Linked DNA regions of Lactuca sativa: region 1 is linked to region 2. Evidence: chromatin contacts called from public Hi-C data. All regions are on one chromosome and are shown on one strand. Each heading gives the region's core, a stretch centred on a gene start, on an enhancer-like site or on the middle of the called end of the contact. The rest is flanking DNA. Distances are from core to core; before and after follow the strand shown.

Region 1 (6,915 bases), core at 1,309-3,808, 170 kb after region 2:
TGTTGTAGAATTCTTTAAATCATGTTAAATATCTTAAATGGAATTGTATTATGTAAGAATAAAATCGGAAATAGATTTATTGGTTTATTGTTAGCATTCTATCATTCTGACAAAATAAAATCGGTTATTATAAAAAATTACGAATTAAAATTGAATTAATTTAAAAATTCATATTTTTAAAATTAAAATATTTAATTATCCCTTAAAATTTTCTTTTTTTAAAATGGTTTAATTGACCAAAATACCTTTATGGTGAAATTTGTGTGATTATATGGTACATGTTATCCTAATCACTCAGATCATGACCATTAATTATATTCATCCACTGGTTCAAAATTGTCCTTATGACCACACAATAGATGTACAGAATAAATAAACCTAGCCTTACGATTAAGCATGTATTCACTTGAATCCAAGATGATCCCATCGACATCTATTGTCACCTTCTTTTTGGTTTTAGTTATGATAATGTTGTTTCTATTAGGGATTTTAGGTTACAAATCAAATGTACATGCAGAAATTCTCTTAACACTTAAGGGTACATGTAACCTAAAATGGATCTATGTCTTTTTAACCTCTAATAGTAACATACTTATGAAAAACAAAAACTAAACCCTATTAATCGAAATTCATGGTTAAGAATACATACCTTTTGTATATTTAAACAAGCTAATCAAAATCTTCTTGTCTCCTTGGAAAACCTATCTCCAATAATGTGCCAGCCTCTAATGTTTCACACCCACAATTCAAGAAAACCTAAGATTGAGAGGAGAGAGCACTGAGGGAGAGCAAATTTTTGGATTTCACTCTTGGAAAAGGTTAGCCACAAAATTTGTTGCTCCAAGGGTCCTATTTATAATTCAAGTAACTTGTAGATGAATCCAGATTTGAATAATTATATAACAGATTTAATCCCTACTCGAATCATTTCCTTATCTACTATCAAGAGGCTTCTAGAAAACTTAGAACATCACATAAGAATACGTGTCATTACATCAGTTAATCTTCTCAAAGTTCTAACTTATCCTTCTAAAATCTAACATTCACAACTCTATCTAGTCTAAATACACATCAAAATTATACAATATGCAAAGTATGCCTAATGATCTAATCCCATATTTAAACTATATAAGGAGAAAGGATAAGCTACTTATCTGATTCCCAAGGTCAAGTCTCCTGAACTTTTAAACTCTAATAAGTTCTCATATTGGGGATGACATCACCATATTTTAATCATTTGAAAGAATACAAATCTCACAATATAATAACATTAACATAAATACAGAATGCAATGTGTAACATCTAGATTTTCAAACCAAATTTTTCATTTTAAATTTCCATAAAACATAGTTTATAAAAACCAACTCAAGAAATCACAAGTGTCAAATACAAATCATCATAAAAAATATCAGAGTGTCCCAAAAATATATGAAATCAGAAACTATAGGTGAATGTGTACAATCAAGCATTCGATTTCGCGCGATCATCAGAAGTACCTGAAACACATGTAATCAACAACTGTAAGTACAAAGTTTGGTGAGTTCCCAAAAAAACTACATACAACACAACATAAAATAAACATCTAGGGGTTATCAACAACCCTGAAGACTACCCAAAGTCTCAGTGGGCAAACAACATGCACTATGAGTTATCAGCAACCATGGAAACTATCTGAAGTCTCTTCACACACACAACAACACATATCACACACACACCCACCCACACACATACATACATATATATATATATATATATATATATATATATATATATATATATATATATATTCTACCACATAGATAAGAATAGTGAGGAGACTCACATTGCACAGATGACTGATAAAACTCACACCCAAACTGTCGGAACTAGAATCTGCCTATTAATTACACTAATTAACCCTAAATAACAATTAAGATAATTAGCCAAAAATAAGATTGTAAATATTCTTAGGTACTCGGAGTATATAAAGCTCTAATCCGTATATGGACTGTAATATAATCCTCTTATATAGCAACGTAAATTTATGATTATATGCCTGATGGTTGAATGATACGTTGAAAACAATAAAATTATAAATATTCATAATAAGAATGCATATCACGAATGTTATCAAACCCCATTAGGTGAAGACTAGAAGATCATCTTAAATTATCTTAAATTATATACACAAAGAATTATCTAATATCGTTAAAAATTATCGATTTTTTATATCGCTACAAAAAGATTAAAGTTCAGAAAAATATTCTCATAAAATTATACTACCATGATATTTTTATGAATAAATCAAATTGTTTTTCATCCTAATCTGTCTTATATTTGGTAAACCTAAATTAAAAGAAAAAGAGAAAAAGGAAAAAAGGAAAAGAAAAAAGGAAAAGCACATTTGAAGAAGAAATTTAAGAATGGGAAACAACTTTGAGTAGCAAGTGTGACTTGAGCCATTAGATTCTATTTTTAATTTTTTAAGCACCTAAAGATGCTTTTATTTAATTACATAATAAAAATTTTACACTTAGCCCCCTCCCCCTTCACTCCTCAAATACCGCCCACCACCAACACACCCATTTCACCTTTCTCCGTCTCTCTCTCCCAATTATCACAACTGAAGCTCCGGTCGCACTCATGGGAAGTTACTTCGGCGCCGGAGAATGCTTCTTTGAACAACAGAAGCCGGCCGACTTCATCACCGGAGGCAATCAGTTCACCATTGATGACTTGCTCCTTGATTTTCCTAACGACGAAGATGTCGTCATGAACGAGGCTTATTACGAGAGTTTTAATTCTAATTCAGCTGATTTCTCCAGCTCAAATTCCTCTATCTCCGGCAGCGAACCTCAGTTATCCGGAAATATCAGCTCCTATAGCCTCTCCGACTCTCAATTCTCCGGTGGTGAACTTTGTTTACCGGTAAGTTCAATTCCACCTCCATAATCTCAAGCTCAATTTCCGTTTCTGTTTCGATTTCGTGTTATTATGAAAACTCGAACAAACTCTAATGAATTCATGTGTTGAATTTGAATTATGCAGTATGATGATTTAGCAGAGCTGGAATGGTTATCGAGTTTCACAGAGGAATCATTCTCGAGCGACGACTTACATAATCTGCAATTAATCTCCGCCGCAAACAAAGCACCCGCCACCGCCACCGCTACCGCCACCGACACCTCATCTTCCGAGACGACTCGCGAATACCAACACAAAACCACAGGTCCTAACAGAATTAACTCACCGATATTTCAAACCAACGTTTTGGTCCCCGGTAAAGTTCGTAGCAAACGATCACGCGCCGCTCCCTGCGATTGGTCCTCACGCCTCCTTCTCCTCAAATCGTCAACGACCGACATTAACAAGCCGGAAACCACCCACCGTTCCGATAACTCTCTCCGAAGATGCCTGCATTGCGGTTCCGACACAACACCGCAGTGGCGGAGGGGTCCAATGGGTCCTAAAACGTTATGCAACGCATGTGGAGTCCGTTACAAATCCGGTCGGTTAGTCCCGGAGTATCGCCCCGCCGCTAGCCCCTCGTTTGTTCCGGCGAAACACTCAAACTCTCACCGGAAAGTAATGGAGCTCCGACGACAAGTGGAACTTCAAAATTCACAGCAACAATTGGTGAACCATATCTCAAATTTTGATGGGTGTAACGCCGGCGATGATTACTTGATTCATCGCCAAATCGGGCCAAGTTTCATGCATATGATCTAATCAACACCATCATCATCATCCTCATCATCACCATCATCATCATCATCATCTTAATCATAATCATGAACCAATTTTACGTATTAGTAGTGATTTTAGCGTTAAGATTAGTCTCTTCCAAGAAGAATATGATCTCAATCAAAGAGAAAACAGATAACATGATGAATTCATTGTAGAATTTTGTAATCAGATTTACTAATCGTTGATTTTATCAATTGAATGAAAGTTTCGTTGATTTTAAATATGAATATGAATTGTTTTTATAGATTTTATAATTTTAGTGTGTTGTGTGTTGTGTGGGGTTTAACACAGTAAAAATGCGAATGGTGGAATAGTAACGTAAGCGGCATGGTCCATCGTTGTGCACTCAATGCCACATGCAACCGCTCAAACTTTTATATCAAAGTCTTATCTGTTATCAACTTATCATATTTCATTTTCCAAGATTTTTTTTTTTTTTTTAAATTTTGGCTTCGATTTATGAAATTACATTATTACCCTTTAACCCAACCAAAAATGTTCTTATGATTTGTCTCTTGATCATTATGGTTGAGACTTGAGACCTTTGTTTCATTTAAAAATCAAGACTTTGATTTTAAGCAAATATGTAATGATGAAAATCAAGTTTTACTTGACTTGTAGGTTTCATCCTCTTTTTCTTTTAAGTTTTTTGTTCAAGTTGTTTGATGAAATTGAAGATTTTATATGTTTTTCAATATATTTACATAAGAGAGCTAATTTGTACAAAGTAATTTTTGTTATAAACAATAATTTATGTTTTAGATGGGTTGTACAATATGTAAAAAAATCATAACCTTGTTGTATATATATGGCAATAAATTGTCCGAATTAACTTCTTTTATATAATCGTTGTCGTCCTATAAAACTCATAACAAGTTTAACAATTATAGGGATAACTTGCACATGACTATTGGGATCAATGACTTTATGTTGATATTTTTTTTTTCAAACTTTGATATTTTTATTTATAAGTTTACCAATTTTACCTCTAATGATATTTGTTTTAAAGATTTTTTGATTTAACTATATAGTTTTGCGTTCTTTAGAACGTTTCTTTCCTACCATTACCAAACAGTTGTCCTAAATCAAATGAAAGAAGCCTCATTAATTAGTGAAGAACTCTTTAGGCTCAAGTAAACTTTTGTATTTTACTTTATTATTTTTTAATTTTCCAAATGTTTTGATTCTTTTAGCTTTTTGAAATGACAATGTTAACCCAAACAAGGACATGATAATTAGGAAAAATGGTAATAAAACACGCAAATTATAAAGCTATGTTACATTTTACACTTTCGAAAGATGGAGAAAAAATGGTCGATAAATTTAGAAAAAGAAAAAGAAAAAGGTACTTGAAAGTACAATGTATGTACAATATAATACATGACAAGAGAGTGAGGGGGGCATACGTGCATGTGAAGAAGCACATGGTACAATAATTGAGGTACGTGAAAGAGAAATAAAAAGAACACGAGATCTATTCAAACATTGCTATTTGTCTACCATGTTCCTACTACTATTGCATTATTTTTCTAATACAACAAACAATGCCAAGTTTTCTCACATTTGAATGCCATTATTTATTCTAATTTCTAAGGCTATTTTGGTAATTTACTTTCACTTCTAAGTAGACACTACTAACCAGAATTTATCAACCATCAAATTGGTATTAACATTTTAAAATAGAATTGATTCGGTCGAATCACATAAGCTTCATGTGCAATCCATTAAATTTAGGTCCAAATTTTTTACAATTCTATAAAATACAAAAATTAATTCCGCAAATTAAATTGTATCTACTATAATAAATGAAAGTTTTTTGCTACACGTCCTTTTCTCCTTCATTTAGACACATGACATTTTCTAAAATTTTTAAATTTTCTATTTTTCACTTGTCATTTTATTGTATTTTTCATTTTATCAAATTAAAATTCTACATTTAATATGTAAGGTAATATATATGTAAGGTATTTATTAGAAAATGTTTATATGTGTAATATATTCAATACATTAAAGCCTCATTAATTTTAATAAATCAAAAAATTTCTCATTTTTCTTATAAATCCAAAATTTTCAAATTGTTAAAATTTTATATTTAATTTTTTTTAGTAAACTCATGTAATACATGGGTCTCACACCTAGTTATGAATATAAAAAGGGAAAAGTTTTAAACTTTTTATGTAAAATAAAATACTCAAAACTAGCTTCAGTTTTTATTTTCAAATAATTATCATTTTCAACACTTTAATAGTATGAAATCAAGTTTAAAACATAAAAAATTATTAAAGATATAAAAATCAATATATTGAGCAAGCAAAACACAATGAGCACTAGCTACACGTCCATTCTTAATTGACTAATTGTTCAAGAAGAAATTTAAACATATTAATAAGCACTACATGACTATTCCTTAATTAAAATATACAATTCTTCTCCAAGAAGACGTCATACACAAACTTTTAATTATAAATTAATAAAATAAACACATGCACAGCAATTTAAAGTTTAATTTCAAATAAAAATCAACACATTCAATCAACTCACATTTATTAATTTAAATTTAATAGAAAACAACAGGTACTATATCATCCATTCAAAAAAAAAAAAAAAAGATTCTCCATTCTTGTAATCTTCTTCAAAGTTCAAACATTTACCTTTGGAATGGTCGTTACTCGTTAGTAAATTTGTAGTCCGAACTCCAAAGCATCAATGAAAGATTTGAAAATAAGTCAATATTATTAAATAAGCAAAGAAGACAATTCAGTTCAAAAAAAATAATAGATAGCCGTTCCAAAAAAAAATGAAATTAATAGATACTAATCAACAATAACATCTTCAAACTTGCAGATCCTAGTTTCTCGCTACATCTTTCATGTCCAGAGATGCAATCAGAAAACTCACAGAATAGTGTCCCAAAAGGAACTATAAAATCGAAATATAAGAAAGCAATGGATTCTTGATAAAAACTTGCAGGAGATGTTAGTAGAGGACTTTGTAGCAGCGACCGATTTGATTATCGCCGACGAGAGAGACTATAGATCACAAGCATATTGGTAGAATGTGACTAGGATTTTAACGACCCATAACCCGACCCAAAACGAAGTGAACAAACCCCCGCTGTATGTGTTATTTGGAATGAATACTCATCTCATTAATACACCAAAACAATACGTATGTACCATTTACAAAGAG
Region 2 (7,160 bases), core at 3,719-6,218:
GACTTAAAACATACTGAAGTACAATCATTAATTCATGCAAGAAGTGTTAAACATCACTTTCCCATTTTACCCTTTGACTCCAAAACACAAACCAAGGGCTTAGATCACATAACCAATATTATCAACATCCAATAAGTTCTAAACCCTATTTCCTTGAAGCCCAATGCCTTTACTTGATCCATTTATTGTCCACAATCCCGAAATAAGAAATTTCTCGAAAGAATGTTACAAAGATTATGGTCAATCCAAATTGTATTAATAATGAAAAGTGATTTTAAATAACCAAAATTGATTAAAAATGTTTCAAAAGGTTTTTAATTTTTTATGTAGGACAAATATGATAGTTTATTATTTATTTAGGATATATATATATATATATATATATATATATATATATATATATATATAGACACACACACACACACTAGGTGTAAGACCAATGTACTACACGATTTGATTTATAAAAGGTTAATATAAAGGTGTAAACATTAAACTTTTAAAGTAAAAGTTCGAAATAAATACGACCGAAATTATGAACAAGTAACTCTATACTAATAAAAAAAGTTATTGCCATATTTTAAAGAATTCTCTAGAATCACAAAATTTCAAAAACCTTTTTGAATACAACATTGGAGATCTTATTGCTAAGTTTATAGTCATTGTCTAAAATTATTATTTTTAATTCATTTCTTCTTTCAACTCCGAACAACGCAACATACTACTACCCGTGAGTGAACATGAGTTGTATAAAAAACAACCACACATTTTATAGTGAATATCAATGGCTTTTGTTTATTGTCATCAAAAAATATATGGTCGGTGGAAATTATTTTCTTTGAAATTTAAAAAGAATTCTTTTATATGAAGGCATCAAAGTCATTTTTGTAATAAATACTATATGTGTTCCTATATTAGTCCTAGATATTATCTTTGCTTCTATTACATGGTCACCCATTGCTAGTAGCCTTGTTCCACTACACAAACCACATTTCTGATCAATATTTATTAATAACATATCTGGAACACCGAATTTTAATACCAACTTATAAATTGAAAAACCTAAAGATTTAATACCATTTAGAACATTAGACGAGTATACACTTTCATCAAAGTCATCGTAAAACATAATTTGAATGTCTAAGACTATTTGAACTTAAGTATTCTTTTTAGCTTCCAAAAATAGTGATAACAAACGATCGTTTATTTCTTGAACGACTTCATTTTTCGATGCAAATATTTTCATTACTTGAGAAAAAATCAGATTCATAGCATTTTGAAGAATTGAAGGATATAAAAATCTACTACAATAATAAATACCATTTTCTGCCCCTTGTCATTTTTCAAAATTATATTTTTTTCACACCCTTTCTAAAAATAACACATCATCTTTTTTGACTTGTCATTTTCTTAAATTCTTTTATATTTTTTAACTAATAAAATTGATAGGCATTTAATTAGAAATCAATTAACTAATTATAATGCTCAAATCACACGGTTTTCAATCCAAATTGTTTTGTTTGAAGCACAATTTAAGATCCAAAGTATCCATATCAATTCTTACCCATTTTGACAATTCGAAATTGTTCTTACCCATTTTGACAATTCAAATTGCTACTCGATAAACCAACTTAATTAATATACATTACATGAGTTTAAATTTGATTTAAAAGTGAAAAATAAAATTTATAGAAAAGAAACCTAAATAATATTTGGAATAAATAGTTACAAAAGGCTTCATTTCCTTATGATAATATAATGTATATTATGAAACTTTAGAAAAAGTAACTTAGACCCCGTTTGATACGCATATTTCTAAGTCCAAACAGATCTTTCTGGCTGAATGGACTGGAAAGACTGTTTGATTTGCACAAAAAAGGAGGTCTTTCCCGGTAAGATATATCTTTCCCATAAAGCCTCAAAATCATATCTTTCTGGCTGAATAGGCTGGAAAGACAATTATGCATCAAACCCTGCCTCTTTCTTTCTTTCTTGGATTATTAATTTTTTTTTAAATAACTTTTTTTAATTTTTTTTTAGTTATTACTTTTTTTTCATCATTCGGCACAGTAAATTAGATGTACAATCAAACAACATAGTTTCTTTCCCAGTCATAAAACTTTCCTAGACAACATTTTACCAAACAGCACTTTCCCAGACATAAACTATCAAACGGGACCTTACTTTAGCTTGAAAATGTTTCCACCAATTCAAAGTAAAAGTAAACATTACGGTTATAGAATACAAACCAACAACCCAACCTCTTGTACTACCGATTCCATTAAAAGTTTACGCAACTATCTTATGCATTTAGCTCTCAAATGAAATAGAATTTGTATGTTGTCATATGACATTTACATTATACTTTTGTAAAATCTACTCAAAATACAAACATGCTTAACATTGTTTCTTTATAATAGGCATGCACTTACATTTCAATACATAAACGTCATTTGTGAATGTCATTTTTGACTTGAATCAATCTTTGTATAAATTCCTTAGGAAGCAAACACCTCCATGCACACACACACAACCACCCTTCTCAAGAAATTCTTCTAACCATGCACGGCCCAACTTTTAAAGATTACATAGTATAAAGAAAATTAAACCTACAGTAGCAGTTTTTTATCGCTTAAAAACATTATCAGAAAGAATATAGTTGATACCACATACATATATCCCAACACATAAGACATGAACTACCATCCATATTGATTCCAGAATCATTGTCATATTCACTTAAACTGATGTCCCAATCCTTCTCGTTTGCAATACCAGTGTCAAAAATTACACAAAAACCCACAAAAAAACATAAATAACCCATAACTAAAAAAGCCATAAATCGCAGTATGTGATGCACTTTGATACCAACGGTTTTGCGGTTTATGTGCGGTTTGATAAGAAAGTTAACCTTATTACTTTTATTCGTATCATTTAATTTTAGATTCGATAATATTTGAATATGTAATATATGTAATTATGTTTGGCAATTTATTCCTAGAGTTTGCTCTCTGGTTTGTATATGTTTGACTTTCCTTTTGTTTTTTGTGCTATGACGACAAACATGAAGAAAAACAATATAAAACACAAAACTAAATTGATTAAACAATATTTGCATTTGGATTAAAATAATTTATGCAATGGTAGATTAAAAAATGGGAAAATGACACAAATGTCCTACGAACTTTATAGGGTTGGTCCATTTAGTCTTTAAAGTATTTTCGTTGTATTATGAGGAAACAAAGCGTGAAAAACCTGTATTTTTAGTCCCTGTTACCTAAATTAACAGGTAGAGATTCCACATGGAAAGATAAAAACTATTTTTACTAGTTTTAAAAGCCAAGTCAACCAAATAGTCAAACTTAAAAGCCAAGTCACTTCACAATTCATCGACGAATTTATATGCAATTGGAAGTCTTTTAGAATTGGGCGTTTTATCTGTGATTTTGAGATGGCTCTACACTTAAGCATGACATTTCCTGAAACATAGAAAATTATAATCTCTATCGTTTTATATGTTTCATCTTGAACAAGCAGAGTGTTTTTGCAACTCTGAAGTACTTAATCTTGGAGATAGTAGTACCTTAGTTCAAGTTTAGCAATTCCACGCTTGAAGAAATTGGAAGCAACGTGAGCGAAAGCACATCTAAATTCGTTCAATTTTGCAACTTTAAAGTTGATCACATCGGGAAATGTAATCCTTGTGCTCCGTTCTAATGGTCAAAATCTGGGAAGATGATAAGGTGAAGTTTAGTTTCAGTATCGAAGTTAATATTGCAACATTGGTAAACCCGATGTTAAGTTTCACTCCTTAATTGATACTGAAATCAAACTTTTAAGAAGCTATTTCGATTTCAGATTTTCATTACTAGGTTTAAAACCAGAAACCATTCGACATTTAGAACATATGATTTGGATTAGACGTTAGAAGTGTGAAGATTAACAGAAAGAGCAGGAACCAAATCCGTATATAGACAAGAAATCCAGTAGCGTTGGAGAAAAGAATGTGCTTATTTTCGACCTTGGTGTTGTTTTCGCCATAGATCTGATGGATGTTGATTGTTGATGTTTCAGTGATGCATTTGTGCAAGACGAAATGAAGCACTTGGAAGAAGATTTTTTTTCCATGGATTTGGTGGATGTTGATTGTTGATGGCATGTGCAGCAACATGAGGAGACTCGTATGGATTTGAATGGGAAATGTGAATTCGGGTTATTTAAAAGATGGTGTGTATAGTGATGGAAAAGAAAAAGAAATTGGAGAGTATGAAAAGTGTCGATGATGATAAAGTGGTGAGTAAAGAGGGGAAAAAGGGAATATGACTTATTAAGGTAATTAACTTTTCGGTATGTTTACATCTGGGTAGCTATCTTTTTTTTGTACACATATAGGTAACAAACTTGTTGGAAGTGTTCACATCTTACCATTATGACCTGCTATAGCAGGTTAAATCCTAGATGTGAACGCTTTCAACAAGTTCGTTACCTATATGTGTACAAAAAAAATAATTACCCAAATATGAACAAAACGAAAAGTAAAAATTAAATTACACGAATGGTCCCTGTGGTTTGGGGGAATTTGTGTTTTTGGTTCCTAACTTATTTTTTTAACTTGGATGTTCCCTACTGTTTATTTTTGTTGCGCGTTTGGTCCCTGTCTTACCTAAAAAGACTATTGTGCCCTTATTAATTTATTTTTGAATTAATTTTCTTATTTATGTATTTATTTTTTTACATATTTAAAAAAATTAATAGACCACACATATTTGTATCTCCTCGGATGATCCCTACTATTTTTTTTAATTAATTTAATTTTTTACTCGGATGGTCCATACTGTTTAATTTTGTTACGAACTTGGTCTCTGTCTTACCTAAAAAGACTATTATGTCCTTATTAATTTTTTTAATTAATGTTCTTGTTTATGTACTTATGCTTTATATATTTAAGAAAAATTAGTAGACCCCTCATATATGTATCTCCTCACCATCTCATTTTTCATCCTTCTCAACTTCTATTTATTTTCCATCTTTAGTGATATCGACGTCTTCATCATCACTTCTTTTTTTCGGTCCTTCAACTCCATCGAATCAACACCACAATCCACTAAAGATGAAGAGACAGTAGGTTATGGTGTTGGTTCGCCAGAGTTGAAGTACCAAAAAAAGAAGGATGGTGAAGACGTCGATGTTACTAAAGATGGAAAAGAAATAGAAGATGGGGAGGATGAGAGAGATGAGATGGTGACCGGTAAGACCCAAATAAAACTTCTCAAATGTGGTTTCAGATTTACGGTGAGGAGATACATATATGTGGGGTATATTAATTTTTTTTTTATAAAAAATAAATACATAAATAAGAAAATTAATTAAAAAAAATTAATAAGGGAAAAATAGTATTTTTAGGTAAGACAGAGACCAAACGCGTAATAAAAATAAACAGTAGGGATCATCTGAGTTAAAAAAATAAATTAATTAAAAATAAACAGTAGAGATCATCCGAGGAGATACAAATATGTGTGGTCTATTTTTTTTTTTTTAAATATGTAAAAAATAAATACATAAATAAGAAAATTAATTAAAAACTAAATTAATAAGGGCACAATAGTCTTTTTAGGTAAGACATGGACCAAACGTGTAACAAAAATAAACAGTAGGGACCATCTAAGTTAAAAAAATAAGTTAGCGACCAAAAACACAAATTCCCCCAAACCACAGGGACCATTTGTGTAATTTAATTTTTACTTTTCGTTTTGTTCATATTTTGGTAACTATTTTTTTGTATATATCTAGGTAACGAACTTGTTTAAAGTGTTCACATCTAAGATTTAACCTGCTATAGCAGGTCATAATGGTTATATGTGAACACTTCCAACAGGTTTGTTACCTAGATATGTACAAAAAAAAGATAGTTACCCAGATGTGAACATATTGAAAAGTTAATTACCTTAATAAGTCATATTCCCGGGGAAAAAAGGATGAAGAAAGCAAAATAGGAGAAGATGAATAGTACTGGATATTAACAAATGTCTATGTGGCAAAAAGGTAACCAGGTGGCCCCTTCATTTTTTCCAAAACGACGTAATCGACCCAAAAAAATGACTTTGTTACCTCATAAAGCAACGAAAATACTTTAAGGATTAAATGGACCAACCCTAGAAAGTTTTTAGGGCATTTGTGTCATTTTCCTATTAAAACATGCTACAAGAATGAATTAATCATGGTTAAAAAAGTCTCAAATATGGATCACTGCAAATATATCATATTTATGGCTTAACATTTCATTTATAATATATATATATATATATATATATATATATATATATATATATATATATATGGTGCGGTTTGAACCACAGTTTTCTAACTATAAACTGCAAACTGCACCACATAGTGCGGTTTACAAAAAGTACAAATCGCAAACTGCGTCACATAAATCCAAAACCACATTATGCGGTTTGGTGCGATATGGACAATTTGTGCAGTTTGTTGCACCCCCTATCTTGTGTTATAGTGCGAAAGGAACTTATTTTTTTTTCTTGAAGAATTCAGAGACCGACAACAATTTGAAAGCAATTTAAATTTAAAAATTCATGGATGACAAAGATGAAGAGCAAATATATTATCTACCTACGTCCCCTAATTGAAACTCCCAAGCATTTATAACACAATGATGTATAATGTAAAATTATCGAAAAAATCTACTGAGATATACAAAGGCTAATGCAGGAGCAGCTTGTGCTCGAATTTTGTGACTCTTTTTCTTCGACTCAGTCAGCCATTCCTCTGAATTACTCCAGGCTGTATCACTTTAGAGTCCAGGAAGAACACATTATATATTATCCTTCACATACAAGAAAATGTCATGTTGCGAAGATTTAATACAAAATTGATCTTAGATCTATGTCAAAATACAAAAATTAAATATGGGATGATAGAAACTCATTTCTTCTGTATATATTTTAATTGATTTTGATGTGGGTGGTTTTATTAAGATGAGACCATGGTAGATAGGCCATAAATGGGGATAGATGATACCTATGGACGATCAAGAAACAAAGAAGAGAAATACGATTGATGATTTCTTCGATGAAATTTTATCTGTAACTTGTAATTTTTAGTTGATAATATTGAGAATGATTTGGAATTGACCATGTAAAAAAAGA

The links. Hi-C and Micro-C count contacts between places; a contact is called where the count stands out from the background.
Region 1: a contact with region 2 is called in a Hi-C map of leaf, with 5 times the contacts expected there. The contact joins the promoter of LOC111907925 here to the promoter of LOC128133554 in region 2. A contact is called at or near these places in 2 of 4 Hi-C or Micro-C datasets (both in leaf).

The regions. Positions count from the first base shown.
Region 1 is chr4:181,058,088-181,065,002 of Lsat_Salinas_v11, forward strand. It overlaps LOC111907925 (GATA transcription factor 9), which reads left to right and starts at 2,559. Exons shown (of 2, transcript XM_023903731.3): 1 at 2,559-2,907; 2 at 3,028-3,953. The coding sequence starts at 2,623. The coding sequence ends at 3,708.
Region 2 is chr4:180,885,223-180,892,382 of Lsat_Salinas_v11, forward strand. LOC128133554 (histone H2A.Z-specific chaperone CHZ1-like) reads left to right here and starts at 4,969. Exons shown (of 2, transcript XM_052771039.1): 1 at 4,969-5,245. The coding sequence starts at 4,969.